2 separate regions of the Gossypium hirsutum genome follow, and region 2 is linked to region 1. A link is a contact called in public Hi-C data. All regions are on one chromosome and are shown on one strand. Each heading gives the region's core, a stretch centred on a gene start, on an enhancer-like site or on the middle of the called end of the contact. The rest is flanking DNA. Distances are from core to core; before and after follow the strand shown.

Evidence for each region. A called contact is a pair of places that touch in the nucleus more often than the background predicts.
Region 2: a contact with region 1 is called in a Hi-C map of leaf, with 1.8 times the contacts expected there. The contact joins the promoter of LOC107896856 here to the promoter of LOC107896850 in region 1. A contact is called at or near these places in 16 of 34 Hi-C or Micro-C datasets (callus, cotyledon, hypocotyl and 3 more).

Annotation. Positions count from the first base shown.
Region 1 is chrA10:88,625,576-88,628,281 of Gossypium_hirsutum_v2.1, forward strand. It overlaps LOC107896850 (transcription elongation factor TFIIS), which reads right to left and starts at 1,398. Exons shown (of 2, transcript XM_016822146.2): 1 at 921-1,398. The coding sequence starts at 1,076.
Region 2 is chrA10:88,757,160-88,759,865 of Gossypium_hirsutum_v2.1, forward strand. LOC107896856 reads left to right here and starts at 1,354. Exons shown (of 7, transcript XM_016822152.2): 1 at 1,354-1,830; 2 at 1,916-2,028; 3 at 2,133-2,182. The coding sequence starts at 1,550.

The sequences.
Region 1 (2,706 bases), core at 148-2,647:
CATTAAAATTCTAAAATTACAAGACAGAATAGCTTGTAACAGGCTCAATAGTTAACAAAATAGGATGCTAAAAAGGTGGATGGAGAATAAAGGAAAGAAACATTCTGCTAACTTACTTGTGGCAGAACGTGCCATTAAGTTTGAGGGCCTACCTAAATTTTTCAAAAAAAAAATTTAGGGGCTTAATAAGAATTTTTATAAATTTTAGGGGTTTAATTAAATTTTTTTTTTTAAGATGAATGAAAATTTTCAAAAATTTTGGAACCTCTAATTAAGTTTTTTAAAACTTTTGAAAGATTGAACTAGAATTTATAAAAAATTTGAGAAAGTTTAATTAAAATATTTGAAAATTTTAAAGTGTATAATAAAAATTTTGGGAAATTTGGGGGCATGAGGTTCCGCCCTTAGGGAGAAAACTGAGAAGAAACGAAATGTGATGGCGTGTGATTTGCCCACCAAGCCAGGATTGATTTGATTTGTTATTTTATACTCCACTATCAATCCTCCCACTATGACCTCCCCAATCTTTGATTAAAATAAATATATTTGACTAATTGAGAGAACCCTATCCCCTACACTTCTCTACCATAAAAGAGGAACCTTCCTCTGGGAATAACCATATACATCTTAAATGCTCCTACATTTAGCAAATGAAGCAGCGCCATTCATCTGTCCCACAATCTAAAAGCCGAAATCAAAATATTATAAACTGCACTGCTTGTTTGCTACCATTTCAAGAGAAAAGAAAAAGCTAATTTCTCAACCATGCAGTTAAAGGAATTAAATTTCTCTCCTAATCTACTGTCACAAAATGAAAGCAAAGAAAAGCCCAGCTATAAGAATGTTGATTCATGAGATCTCAAATAAATAAAGAAATCTATATTAATGGAATGCGGGTGAAAAGAGAAGAAAAAAAATACCTGAGTAGAAACAAGAATATCGTAAGAGACAGGGAAAGCCCTGAGCTGCTTCAAGGCATCGACGCATCGGGAAACCTCGGAAACGGCGTCGGAGGCAGCGGCTAAATCAGCCGCTTTCTTGGCAGCTTCGAACAAATCCACCAGCTCCCTCTCCATTCGCCAAAATAAACCTACAGTTCAAAACTTAAAAAAGAAAGATAAGAAAAGCTATGCTTCACATTTTATAAGGATGTTTTGAGATAGACCGAAGCCAACAAGATCAAGGATACAAGTGGTGTTTTGGACTTTCTGGTTTAGTTTAATTGGACCAGAACTGGGTCAACATCAAGGCAGAAACTTTGGGGGAAGGTTTCTTGAAATACGGATTATCGTTCTCAGACGTCCGTTGATCTGAAGGGAACCGACGGTCTCTCATCATTTGGGCTTTCTTCTACACTGCTGGGCTGTTACATCTGTTTTTAGACTCTCCTAGTATTAGTAATCAATTAAGATGATTTAATTACTAGTCATTTTCAATCACTGCTGATCTTAAATTTGAAAAAAATATAAATATATAATACCCAAAATAATTATAAAATTAATGGAAATTTTTATAGAGTAAATATTTTTTGTTATTTAAAAGATTAAAAATATGGATAGAGTGATTAAACAACAATAAAGTTTATGAAAGTGATATTTTCTAAACCACCGTTAAATTCATCCGCGATTCTTTGGCACGTTTTTCCATCTGTCTTTTTGACATGGTTTTTTAGTTTTTTCTTTTTAGTTTTTGCTCAGCTTTTCAAATTGAGATAGTGCATCAATGAAGGATAAGATGGCGAATCTGAATCTTGATGACGAGGAGGAAGAGGTTTTTTAGGAGAAAACGATTGAGTCTAAAGAAGACTTTCACTTTTGTTTGGTTGGCAGTTGCTTAACAGATAGTGTAGTCTATTTTTCGTCTTTAAGAAACACCATGGCTGATTTATGGCACCTTATTGGGGGCATTGCTATTACTGATCTAGATGAGAAGCGTTACTTATTTAAGTTCTTTTATGAAGTTTATCTGAATAGGATTATAGAAGGAATGCCATGGTTTTTCAATAACCATTTATTGATGATGCACAAGTTACAGACAAGAGAGGATCCGCTAACGTTACCTCTCAACCATGTTGAGTTTTGGGTCCAAATCCATGACTTGTCACTGAGCCTTATGTCAGAAATAATGGCACGACGTGTTGGATCTTTCTTGGGGGATTTTTTTTGTCTATGATACAATGGTTCCTTCTCTAGGGATGAAACGGTACATGAGGCTAAAGGTTTGCTTAGATATGCAATTGGCCTTTAAACAAAAAAAGAAGGTTATGTTGGGTGACTGAGTGTTTTATGCTAGGTTTTAATATGAAAAACATAGCTTATTTTGTTTCATCTGTGGAAAACTTGGTCATGATGAAAGTTTCTATCTGGTGAAGGTAAGGGTGGATTCATCATAGATTTTTTTCAGATGGGATATTACTTTGCGAGCTCCAACAAGAAGGGGTTCGATGGGAGTTAGCCGTTGGTTGTGCAAATTAGATGGAACGAGAAGTCAAAGTCTGGATAAGGAAATAGAACTTATCTTGTGCAATTTTGGAGATTTTCTAAGGAATCTTTATCCTAATCTCAATCATAATCAATCAGGCTCCACTAATGAAGGGATGTTGTTGGGAATCTATGGCATTACTACAAAGGGATTTGGGCCTAGTGGTTTTGAGCCATCTGTTGCTGGGCTTTGGAGATATGATCAGATAAAACTAGTCCTATCCAA
Region 2 (2,706 bases), core at 104-2,603, 130 kb after region 1:
ATGCATAAGCAAAATTAAAAAACGTGCTACAAGAGCATACAAAACTTCTAAAAATAAAGACTTATTAAAGAATAAAAAAAAAAAGAAAAACATATAAAACTTAATACAACACAGGTCCAAATTGAGTTGTGAAATCATTTATTATTTTAAAATACTCTCAAAATAGAAATATATTAAGAAGTTGACGAAGAGTCATCCGCTTTCTAAGAGAAACTATTGGTGGCAAGTAGAGTTTTAATAATAATATACATTATCATTTGTGAAGATTAACAAATTGAAAAAAAAAAAAAAGAAAACAGGTGAATGAATGGAGAGAAAAAGAAAGAGTTATTAGTGAAAGGGTGAAAAGAATGGGTAGCGACAACTTTGTAGAAACAAACGAGTTAGAAAAAAAAGTTAATAAAATTAATTTTAATTGACTAACCCACGTAATATGTTGTGGATTTAATTGTCGAATTTGTAAATTTAAAAAACTCAACAAATTAATAGAAACAATATCATAAAAAGATAATGGCACCAGTGGCCTATGTATTTTAAGGAATGTCTAATTTGATTTTTGAAGTTTAATTTTGTTAATTAATCTGGAATTTAACACTATTATTTTACTGTGACACTAATAAAATAGTGATATGTGGCATTTTTCATTAACTAAAATAGAAGAAAAAGGATAAAAAGTTTTAAAAATATTTTGCCCAAAAAATTTCTCAAAAAATCTAAAAAAAACCCAATTTCTCATAAAATCCCTATACTTAAGTAGATTAAAAATTTTCAAGAAATTTTCATATCCCTCTTTTCATCTCTTCTTATTGTAGAAGAAAAAAAGAGTAGAAATTAAAATTCTTCATGTTCCTATCGCTCTTGTCATCTCTTGGAAGAAAAAAAATGTAGAAAATGAAAAGAAAAAACCCAAACCTCTATTTTCATTATCATCTCGTATTTGTTCAACCATAAAACATAAAATCAAAAAATCAAAAGCCCTAATTCCATTCAGCAACAACAAATCCATCGAAGAAAACAATGGTGTCCATATGCAAGGCCACCATCAATGATGCAAACTTGCAACTTGCTTTGCCTTCTCCAGAATTACCAAATGAAGTAGTATTTTTACCACACCCACTCATGGCCAAGGACTACAATGGCCTCATCGTCGGTTACGTCCTTGCCAAGATGGAAGGCGAAATCAACCAGTGCCACGGCCACATCATCTCTCTCGCCGTCAAGCTTGGCCTTGTCATTAAGCTAATGAATATGTTTTGAAACTTTTATGTACCACATTAAAACAAACCCCAAAATACAGGGGTCATTGATGTCATTATCCATATAAATTATCAAGGAAGAAAGAACAAATATTATAGGAGAAGCAAAGCAGGCAGATAAACTTTGATGTCTTATCATCCACGTGGAGTTATGCAATAGGGTGAGAAAATTCAGGTTAAGAAAAGAAAATGCAAAACTGCTTCTGGTCTCAAATCTCACTCACATTGAAACAGAATCCTGATAGATTACAGATTTGTAACCTTCATTCCAAGTGTTTGCTAATCATCTACAAATGGCGCTGTGGGCAACTTCTTGTTCGTCTTCTGAGAAGCTTTTCCTCGCATCTTCAGCTGCAACAAAAAGAAGGATGGGAAGCAGAAGAAGAGATTTAGTTCATGTTGGAATGACAGATCAGGCTGAGACGGAGACTATATCAATAGCCTACAAGGAGGGAGATCGTGAAAGGCCTAAATGGGCAGATGAGACCCCTTTCTCTCGCCTTGTTGAAGCTCTTATTTCATTTAAGCCCTTTTACTCCCTGCTTAAGCTTGGTGCCCGACAAGTCCTAATAAGGTTCCTTCCTTTCTTTCTTTTTTTGTGTCTGTGTGTTTTTGATGTATATGTCTATATGAAATAATGGAATACAATATGCCAACAGTACAGCGGAGAAGAACAACATTCCATGGAGGGAGATGACGAAGGAGATTCTGGAATCGGACGTATATAAGGAGCTCAAAACCATTCAGAACACCTCTCTTCAATACCCTGATTGTATGCATTTCTCATCTTCTTTTAATGATTTATGAAACCTTGGGATTTATTTGTTTATTTTTAAGGTATTCAGTCCAAATTAAAAGCTATATAATTGTGTACAGATTATCTGAGTCCTTTTCATGCATATGACGAGGGCAATCTTTCGTGGCTGGTAAGTATCCAATTTAGCTTTCCCCTGTTTTATTTTTAATGCTTTCACCATGTATTTAATTTGCAATCAACAAATTCCAAAAATTATAATCTAATATTTAAACAAATTACCCTCTTATTATTAAATGGATCAATTTAGTCCCTATATCATTAAAAATAATACAATAAGACCAAATTATAATAGACTTAACCTTTACACTTTAAATGAGTTAATATTTTTAAGGTTTTTATAGTTTTGTAATAAAATATTTTGTTTCGAATTGAATTGCAATAACTTTCAAGACATCTTTTATATAATAAATGTTGCATTTGTTACAACTTCGATTTATTTAAAATTTTTTATTAGTATAAGGACTAAATTGATCTATTTAATAATGAAGGGATTAATTTGATTCAGTCCATATAATACAAGGATCTATTAGGTACTTTTAACCGATATAGAAGTTTATGAATACTTGTTTATAGAATTTAGGGTTAAGTTCTTGGACTATCAATCCAGAAATGGCCCAAGATTGTTCAATCTCC